Linked DNA regions of Gossypium hirsutum: region 1 is linked to region 2. A link is a contact called in public Hi-C data. All regions are on one chromosome and are shown on one strand. Each heading gives the region's core, a stretch centred on a gene start, on an enhancer-like site or on the middle of the called end of the contact. The rest is flanking DNA. Distances are from core to core; before and after follow the strand shown. Region 1 has its middle 7.2 kb from the start of LOC107898791. Region 2 holds the start of LOC107898796 (ATP-dependent Clp protease proteolytic subunit-related protein 1, chloroplastic).

The links. Hi-C and Micro-C count contacts between places; a contact is called where the count stands out from the background.
Region 1: a Hi-C map of leaf shows a contact between it and region 2, with 1.7 times the contacts expected there. The contact joins the enhancer-like site here to the promoter of LOC107898796 in region 2. A contact is called at or near these places in 8 of 34 Hi-C or Micro-C datasets (callus and leaf).

Annotation. Positions count from the first base shown.
Region 1 is chrD04:54,504,017-54,509,621 of Gossypium_hirsutum_v2.1, forward strand. No RefSeq gene overlaps it. Among protein-coding and RNA genes, the nearest start is that of LOC107898791, 7.2 kb to the left of the region's middle. Within about 2 kb of position 1,560, at least 8 of the 9 cell types and tissues checked have an H3K27ac peak or open chromatin away from gene starts, as enhancers often do. A contact at or near this core is called in leaf, where this site is marked.
Region 2 is chrD04:54,396,001-54,401,404 of Gossypium_hirsutum_v2.1, forward strand. LOC107898796 (ATP-dependent Clp protease proteolytic subunit-related protein 1, chloroplastic) reads right to left here and starts at 1,943. Exons shown (of 9, transcript XM_016824340.2): 1 at 1,574-1,943; 2 at 1,009-1,124; 3 at 711-914; 4 at 518-622; 5 at 318-380; 6 at 27-138. The coding sequence starts at 1,796.

The DNA of each region.
Region 1 (5,605 bases), core at 310-2,809, 110 kb after region 2:
AACGATTCAAGTTTATCATACTAAAATATTTTATTTCTATTTTGCTTTAAAAAAGTTTTCAAATTTATGTACTATAACACGAAAGTAGTTATATTATAACAAGATTTTTATTTGACATGTTTATTTTTTTATTTTAACTCGAGAAATTTTACTCGATTCAATTCAACTCGAATTCTATTTTACTTGACTAGATTTGAAAAATTTTCAAATCTAGTTAGGATGATAAAATAAGACTCGTCCACTCGATTAATTTAAATTTTTTCATTTGATTTAATCAAACGCTTACATATAATATAAAAAAGAACGGATATAATCAAAATTATAACGAGATTGTTAAAAAAATTGAAAGAGTTATGGATAATAATAGAAATTATATAAAAAAATTTTATTTCTAAAAATATGTATTTTGAGAAAAAATATAAAAAAAAGTTATGATTTGTCAATGGAATGAAAGATAGCTAATTGCGCGTAAATGGAAAGGTTTAAAAAAAAAAAAAAGGAAAACGCGTTTTCCACTTTATTTTCGTTATAGTGCATACAGCCAACAGATACTCCCGCCACTTTTAGAAGAATAAATAATAAAAACATAATAAAAATTTTATTTAAATTAATTTAAATATTTAATTTAAAATATTTTTTTATTTTTTATTATTATTTGTTTGGATAATATATATTTAAAACAGACCAAGTACGAATAAAGGCGTTGAACCGATTGACTCAAAAATTACTTTAAATTTGTACAAATTAAAAATCGAGACAAAAATAAATTGGTTTAATAAAATTTCTCTTTTTATTTTTTAAAAGAATTTTAATTAATTAATTAATTATTGTTGGTTTGATGGTCGAATCGAACGAATTGGCTTAATTAGAAATCAATGGTATGACGTGTTCAATCATTAGTCTTGTTATTAAAAACACAGAGTGTTATTTATATTTTTCAAGTTAGGAAATCAAAATAGACCTAATTGTCAAATTTAGGTGCCAAAATAAACTACTAAAAATACAGGTACCAAAGTGAATTTATTTATTAAATTTAAGAGTCAAAAATTATATTATCCCTTATTTGTTTACTTTTTAATATTTTTTTCTTACCTTTTCTTTCTTTATTTCTAATTAATTTTTAAATTTTTTAAAAGAATTAAATTATTACTTCTGATTGATTTTTTTTTTGTTATATTTTTATCTCAATTCAGATTTATTTTCTTTTAATGTGGAGTCGTTCCCTACTAAACAAGTGCTTTCTCCACAATAATGATAGTGGAGGGGACTGGTACTTCTAGATCTGGACGATTGGTAATAGTGTGACTGGGAGCCAAGGGTGGTGTTTTGTTGGATGTGTTGCTCTGTCCGAGCGGACCGTCGCTGGAGACGTGAACCTCTATCTCCTCTGCTATCAGGCAGGACGGCAAGATTTTCCTTACTCAACGGAGGTGGTTGGGCTTTCTTTTGATTTTACTTTGGTTGTGAGATTTTTTTTTATATTTTACTTGCAGCCTGTCTATATCTTTATATGACACGTTGTTGTTTTTATTAATAAATATATAATTTAATTAAAAATAGAAATGCCCCAGTGAAGATGAGCTTTCACAGCCGTACGTAACGTGGTATGCAAAATTCTGTGGCACATATGTCACAATTAAAAGAGAATATTCATATTGTATTAATTGATATTTATTGAGAATATTAAATAACAAATATATTATTATATTAATGGGCAACGCATATTTATTTATTTATTTATTTTGTTTTTTTTTGTTTTTTGCTTTCGTTTGATTTGTTTGTTCGTCAGTAAATGAACTTTATTACATGTGATACTGAAGAGATTCTAAAATAAAATGTGATCCCATAATTAATTATACCATTTTTTTAAATTTCATTTCGATGTATAAAATTATAAAAATTATAAAAAAAAAAGTTACAACTTAGGGTTAAGGTTGATATTATATATATTAGTAAATCCAGATACGATCACATGGTATAAAATAAATAATTAAACGTAATGATATTATACAACAAGGCATAATGATATATTTGGTCCTCTAACCTTTTAAGAAAAAATCATTTTAGTTCTCTATTTAATTTTTAATCTTTTTTAGCATTTAGACTTTCGTTTTTTGTCGGATCACCCCAAAACAGACGGAAAAGTTTACGTTTTTTCACTTTACTGGTATGGCATATACGTGGATTGTCACATGGATGATACATCAGCTATACAACCCAAATTTTGCCCGGCCCAGCAACCCAATCAATAAAACAGTCCATAAGTCCAAAACAATTGAACCACAACACACAGCCCAAACAGAAGCCCAACACCCAGCCCAACAAACAAAGTCAAACTAGGGTTTATAAAATATTTATGGCTCGGTTTATAGAAACGAGGTCTCGATCCCTAATAAATCATTATAAAACACAAATTACCAATTCAAAAACTCTTTTAAAACCACATTTGACTTGTAAATATTAAAAAATAATATTTATAACACATAAAATATTAAATCTACTATAATGTAAACATTAAAAAATGTTTAAATGATTATATATAAAATTTTAATAAATAAAAAATTATAATTATTAAACATTAAATTAAAATAATATAAATATAATTTTTAAAATATATATTAAAATTAATAACTCTAAAAATTGAATATTAAGCAAATAGTAATCACTCAAACATATCTTTCTTTTAGGTACCTTTAGGGGGGAAAAGGAAAAATAAAGACAAGAGAAACTTGTCCATTATAGTGAGGTTTCAAAGTCATTCAACAATGGGTTGGAAAGATTTTTATTTCTTTTTTGACCCTTTAATTTAAATTATTTGAGGATAAGTCCTACATATATAGGCACCAGGCAGCTTTGTTTGACAATTATATTTCTATTTTTTGCTTTTAAATTATAATTGGATTTGTTTTGATTTTTTTATAACCAACCACTATAAGCAAAAGGACAATATTATTGTCTATTCAAATCTGCTTTAATTTATACTTTGATGGATACATCTCATAAATAAAATATGTTATGGAAAATAATATTAATATCGCGAATTTATTTTTTTAATTCTTAAGTGGGAAGATAAACGAGCTTCAACGCACTCGAATCCACGTTTTCTTGCATTAGTAACAATATCGATATTAACCGAGCTAAGATTCAATCAACAATTTTACCGCTTTTTTTTTTAAAAGAAAAGAAAAACAATTCATTGCACACAAAATGAGGGGACAATGGAAAGCCCAACAAAGGTTGGCAAGGTGCTCGAAGTAGAAACTTGAATCTTCGAATAAGATAACCCCACAGTAATCAACAGCTGAGAAAAACCCATTAACAGACTGAGTAACACCACGACTGAGGAAGATCATCCCAACAATTATTTTTCCCCCTAGATTAATCATAGAGATGCTAATAGGTATTTAGAAGCTATTTTATTTGATTAAATCAAGATGGTTGGAATTTTTGCCCGTCTATGAATGTAACTATTAGATGAGTCTAATCAACTCCAACATAGGGTTTATTTTTAAATATTTTATACTCTTTTGTTGACTAATTGGGGTTACGTTGAAAAGGAAAATTTTGAAAAAAAATCAAATAGGATATAGTTTTAAAAGTAGTATGAGAATCTTATCTTTTAAATTTTTTTTAAAGAATAAAATGTTTTATAATTTTTTAATAATTTTTAATTTTTAAAAATAGTTTTTATAATTTTTTTGAATTTTTTAAAATTTTAACAAATAATTAAATACTGAGTCATTAATGTGGCAATTCACATGTACGTTACGTAAGCAAAGTTAAAAAAGCATTGAATTTTTCATTCAATTTAATAAAAAAATTACAAGTTTAAAGGCTTAAAAGATATTTAATTTTTTATTTAAAACTTCAAAAAACTATAAAAAATATTTTTAAAAATTAAAATTATTAAAAAAGTATAAAACATATTTTTTTATTGTTAATTGACATGATATACACATAAATTGCCACGTCAATAAAATTACCAGATATCAAACTTTCCATCCATTTTAAGAATTAAAATTTAAGCTTTTAAGTTTGTATCAATTGTTTTTTTTCTTTTAAATCCTTAAAAATTTTAGGTATAATTAAATTGGCTTAATTAGTAAGTTTTTTTTTCATTTTCATTTAATTATTAATTTAATCTAAAGTAAATTTGATACTTAAAAAAAATGCTTTGAAACTAATGGTGTAGTCATCAATGCAAATAAATTTTATTATTTTAAAGGCAAAAATCAAGCCCATAATGTATTGGATTTCGGCCCAGCTAACAATCAAGCTCGCAAGGCCTCGAAAGTAAAATACCACTATGGGCCATGAGGCGATGAAAAATGGCTTTATTTGTAAATTAGCCCTTGAAGTATATCACAATTCATAAATTAGTTCCGAAAGTTTTTTTTTATCAAAAGTGATGTTTGAATTATCAAATTTGTCTATGTTTTCAAAAATATAACGGTGGTCAGACCAGTCAAACTAACAATCGTCCAATTTAGAAAAAAAAATATTCTAGAAATTTCTTTTTACCTTCCAATCAACACCCCACTCCATTTAAATTTCTTTTTAGAAAAAAAAAATTAGGGTTTCATTTTTTTCAATGTCTTATTGTACTTTTTAAAAATATTCGATGAAAGTTTAAAAATATATAATTTTTTAGTCCTATGGTTTTGATATTTTAAATTGACACATGATTTTTAGAGAGGTAATTCTCTCTTTTTAGATGATGTAAGCCAAAAAAATCATGTTATATGTAATTGAGGGTTTACAGATTTATCTTTATTCATCGTCAATTAGAAATTAGTTACTTGAGTAGTTACACATATTTATCTCATACTTTACTAGATAATCAAAGTCCAATTAACCTTAACCATAGTAGATGATATTAATTAGGGTTAACATTTTTTATCGTAAATAATGACTTGTAATTATTCTTATTTTAATATGAGGTTGCATATTATCCATTAATTAAGTATTTATAATGTTGAATGCAAGAACCCAAGAGGTAAATGATCAAATATTTTCAACCGCAAGTATAGGCAAACATATTAGGCTTTCTTTTAGTAACAGTTTTGTATGTACTTGTAGTTGATGATTGACCAACAAGGGGGAGATAAGGAGGTTGATTCAACTTGAGTATTAAAGGAGAGAAAGGAAGGGAGTTAAGAAAAGGAGAGGAAGATTGTGTGCTAGGGTAAAATGCTCAAGGTTGCTCAAAGAGAGAGAAGGATCCTTTGTTCACCGAGCCATGGGGTATTTATAGTGGGAAGGCCCCTTTGCTTGGTGGTGGCTTGTCAGTGTGGTTTGTCAGGTGGTAGATCCATTATAAGTTGGTTGTCGATAAGCAAGGGATTTTTCTGACATTCCCTTTGCTAAGATAGCATAAGATTGTTATAAGTGAGTATTCGCTAATAGCGAGGGACCTAATTGGAGGTTTGTTATTAGCGGGTGGCGTGATGGAGGTGTAAAATATACGGGTGGTTGATTAATGGATGACCACTCGGGTGGTGCAAGATAAAAAGCTATCTGTAGGTGCTTTTGATGTTGCATCTCTCGTTGCCAAGTGTCCAAGCCAGAAAAAGAGTATAAAAATATTATATATAAAGATGTTTGT
Region 2 (5,404 bases), core at 693-3,192:
AGTTACAAAGAGGAATTGAATCATACTGGATGAATTTGGCTGTACTGCACGATAACCCTTAGCTCCTTGAGATAAAAGCATTGCTGCTTGACCATATGCCATGCCACAATTCACAGTGTACATTTCTGATTTGCAGTACTGTGAGTAAACAGATAGGACATGGAAAGTGAACGAGTTAAATTTACAGTACATCCAACTGCTAAATAAGGAATAATGACCCAAAACACTAAGAACTTATATCCACATAACTATTTAACTGAACTATTTCCAGTAAATCATACTTATTAACAGTAATAATGGTTTATCATGATACTTACAGCCATGGTGTCAGCTATAGCATATGCCTCGGTTTCTGATCCAACAGTCTCCATCTTCTCATTCTATATAGATCAGAAGCAATCAATCAACACAAATAGGTATGAAAACTTCCAATACACGATTCCAAGATGCCACAAAAGGATAAATGCTTCAATGAAAGTTGAGGGGACTGATAAAGAATTAGAAACATTCTTCTGACCTGTGTCCCAGATGAATTGATGTATAAGTAAATAGGCTTTGAGGGGTTATCATAATCTAACCACATTAATTGAGCAACAATAAGTTCAGTCACTGCTGGTACAATCTACAGCAACAAGATTAAAAAAAAAAATCAACAAATTAGATATTAGTCACCATGCAAGATTATAGGCGAGATATGAATGGAGACTCACTGGCATGCCAAGATAACATATTCGAGCATCTAAGAGCAAAGAAGGCAAATCCGGAGGAGCAGTTCTAGGCCGTCCATATCCTCTGCCCCCTCCTCGATACATGCTTACACTCATACTATATTTAGAAGGACCTCTATCATTAATGCTCGACATACTCCACATCCCTCCATTATCCAAATAGTTTCTAGCAGATGAAATACTTTCCTGGAAAACGTTGAAAAAGTAAGTTTTAGGTTCTACATTAAAACTAATTTCTTCACTGAGCTGAGATATCAACAAAGATTAGAAAGGGCCAAACCTCAGTAACACTTTCGGATTGTCGACGGACGGGATTATCTTCTGTCATGAACATGTCCATTTGTGAAGGACTAAGACCATAAAGATATCCAGGAACATTTTTATAATTTTCCATCACTACAAACAATCAAACAAGACAGTAAAAGCTTTTATCTTCACTTCAAATGAATCCCATTTCAAATCAGCTTGTAATAATTTCATAACTCAAATAACGAATTAACCATCAAAGCTGAAAGCTCCAACTAGAACTAAAATAGCACCTGGTAAATTCATACATTAATTAAATCATTCATGTTTATGACTATAGCAATATTAAAATAAATTTCAAATAACATCTCCTATATTCTTTAAACAAAAAAAATAAATTAAGAAACTATTAGTTCCCAAATCCGAAGTCCGATAGACACGAATTGGCACTTCAAAAACCCAACCCTAAAATCCTTGCCATCTAAGTTAAAACAAAAAACTCTACAATTGGTTTCAAAAAGGAAGGATTTTTTTTAAGGCAAAGCGAAACAATATTATGTTCTTAGCTTGAAACAAAAGTGAGGAAAACAAAAACTAACATCCATCTTTGAGATTTTGTTCTCTGAATTGCTTGGGGATGTGGTCGATTGACTTGGCAAAGGGAGGTTTGAAGCATTTTTGAGCAGTGGGCTTTCGATAATGGGGCTTCGTCAACAAGAAGAGCTTGGTGCCGGAGAGGAAAGACGATTTATTGGCCCCGATATTGGGAACCATCGCTTCTGGGTTGGGCGCTGTTAAAGATAAGAGCAGCGAGGCCGCCATGAGAGAGGAGATGCGTGAAGCTTTAAGCAACCAAACTGTCGATGCTAACCAGAAAAATAAGTATTCAGGATTTTCCAGATAGAAGTAATTTTAATCACAGGGAAATTTATTTGAATAAGCCTCTCAGCCATGCTGAGCCCAAATGTTATTTAGGTTTGTAATTAGGTTTTTGGATAACGGCCCACCCCCAAATTCAGCAGGATTTTTGGATTAATTGCACTGCACATCCCTAAACTATGATCCTAAATTGGTCTCCAAACTTCAAATAATTCTAATTACATCCAAAACTACCGAACTTATATCAATTAGGTCCTTTTATTACTAAACTCATTAATTTAGCCGTTAAATGGCACGCCAGATTTTATGTGACATAATTTAAAATGAAATTTTTAAGAAACATGAATATTATAAAAATGGATGTTGTAAAAATCTTGGTTTTGAGGTTCTCAAAACTTTTGCAGAAGCTTGATCTTTCACTTTCTCATTTTTGGTTTTACTTTATTTTTAACTTTTACTTTTAAAATTTTTCACTTGTCATTTAACGATTAAATTGATAGTTTTAATAACAAAATGAACTAATTGCTATAATCTCAATAGTTTCAAGATGTAATTAGAATGTTTTTAAGTTTGGGAACCAATTTAAAATGAAGGCATAGTTTAGGGACATTTGGTGAAATTAACTCAAAGGTAAATTACAAGCTTAGTTATTTATGGTTTAAATTATGTTTAGATCACTGAATTAAAAATTTTTTTTATATAATTACTAACATTATCAATTTGTTACATTATAATTATCAAACTGTTAATTGCTAATATAATAATAATTCAACATTCGTTAACAATATATTTTTAATATTTTATTTGTTTTCCTTCCCCTCCATTTCATGTGATTTTTTTCATTTTTTTTCTTTTTATTTTTGCTCTCTTTATTTGTCTCCATGATATATTAAACAACCTAAATTGTGCCAAGGTCGTCAATGAACCCATTTCTACTAAGGTTAAGGTCCCAACTTGTGCAAACTAATCCCAAAGGAATTGGCCTTTTTTAAAGTTATTCAAAGAATTGTGGCTTGTTAAATTTGTGACATTACAAGGATTTAGAGGCATTAAACAAAACCAAAATGAGTGAATTTTGGGAGAGAATTAAAAGAAAATTGTGGGGTTTTTTTTTAATTTTAAAACCAAACATTTCAATCCTTGTAAAGGGATCAAAATTGGAATTTAATCATTGTTTTATCATGTCATAAAAAATAAAAGAAATGCAATAGACAAGTGTGATAAAGGACTTTTGATCCGCTGTAATTTGATACGTCAAATTAGACTCTCTAATACACTTGAAGAGCTTATTCTCAAGTAATTTAAGTGTCTTTTATATGTTTTTGTCGATTTTTAGCTTCAAGCATTAGTAAACGTTTTTGCTTAGTTTTGCCCCTTTTAAGACCCAAATTGGCCAAATGATGCCATGGGAAACCTAACGATGTGATTGAGTTGATGTAAGGAGACAATAATGGTCCGACCTCGAGGAAAACATCATTCAGAGTGGGTGTCGCGACACTGAAGCCATGGACGCCACAATACCCAGACCTTTCACCTTGAGGATGCAAAACTTCAACACAAAATCAACATGGAGCATACTGTTGTAGGAGTCACGATACCAAGGGATGGATGTCGTGACACCAAGCCAATGTCGCAATACCGAGCCTCTGAAGTCATGCTATTCTTAAAGGTGTTAAAGTGAAGAAATTGAGGCTGACCAACTCTAGTGATGTCAACATCGACTAGTGGGCGTTGTGACACCGAGACCCCCAAGATCTACACATTCATTACTGTCTAAGGTGTAGCGACACCAAAGCCTGGGTGTCATGACGCCGCTACCTGGTAGAGAGAAATTAGTTGCAAGGGTAGTCTTTTGTCCAACACTATACCCAATCAAAACACAACTTCTAGAGGCATTATTGTCAACATTTTTTTAATGCAATCAGATGAAAACCACTTTTGGTTAAAAACTAGGAGAGAACTTTTGTATTTACTTTCTTTCATCCTTTAAGCTTTCTAGTTAGTCTTCTTTAATTTTTCTAAGGTTTAGTCTTTAGCTTTTCTAGTTTTAGTTGTTTTAGTTGGTAGTTAGTTTTAACTGTAGCTTTGTCTAAATTGCAATTTAGTACTTAAAAATCTCTTTGTATTTTGATTTTAATCCATAGCTTTTAATATAGCTCAGCTCTATTTTCTTTTCATAGTTAAAAATTTGAACTTTGTTGGTATTTTCCATCTCCATTGTTGCTACAATCATCTTTTTCAAACAACCATCACTAAATCACTAAGCTTTCTTTAACCTTATTTTTTCTGCTTATTTAAATGAATTCTTTGAATGTATGTTGGATTGTTGCTTATATGAAAATGATGTTAAGTAATTAAATCTTGGATGGTTGGTTGATGGAATTGTTGCTTGGTTAGTTTTTTGGTATAGGAACTAAATCATAAAAATTGGACTAAATCGAATAAACTTCACAACTTAGAATTGACGCCTTTATGTGAATATTTAGATAGGTGAGACTGAGAGGAGATCCTATTGAGCACCAATTTGATTGTCCTAGGTTAGTTTGGTAAGGCTGATAGATAAACCAGACTAAATCATCTAATTTGATAAAATTGTGACCGAGAGGTAAAATTGAGCAAATTAGAAGTTTAAGCTTTTTAAAATTCCTAATCCAAAGACTAATCAACAATATGGAAGTCAACCAACCACTTTTTTATTGAATTTTTAATTCTTTAATTTTGATTGTTTTACAATTTGGTCCTTTTTAGTGTCAGTAGCCAATTAGTGTAATTTAACCTTGATTATGAATTGTTATAATATATCCCTTAGCGAGTAGTTAGTTAGATTTGTAGCACCCCTCGCCTGACCTGATCGCCGGATACGAGTTGTAAGATGCTACAATCGTTGCTGGAGCAACATTAGGCAATTTGATAACATCTGACTAATCACAAATGCAAACAAGTATAATTCATATTCTAATATATATTACAATAATTTATTAGTTGCACACGAGCTTACGAAAGCTCTTTTGTTAAACCGTACATGAATTAGGACCAAATTGTAAAGGTTTAAAAATTCAAAGCCGACGTCGTGACTTCAACAATTCCATGTTGTGACGACACCAACCAATATGTCATGTTGTGACGTCATACCTTTCATCGTTGCGACGAGGGATGTTGGTCATCAAGATGTGCCCCCTATTTTTGGTAAAAATGAACCATTTTGTTCTAATTCAAGACATGTACTCCCACCTATTTGACTCAAACCATTTTATACTATCATCATCAAGATAAATTCATGCCATTTCATGTTAACAAGTCACCAAACCAATTCCAACTAAATCCAATTCCATCATGATCTCAATCTATTCAAAACCAAACATGACATTTCATACATTCAAATACCAATTTCATCTATTCCAAATCTACCAAAACATGTCATTCCACTTCACTACATACAAATTTGCACATATTACCTATCAATGGCTTATAGGCCTTAAGCATGAACATCAATAATCAAGAATAAGTTACATGTTACAAGTATACTTCTAGATACCAATTTCCAAATACAT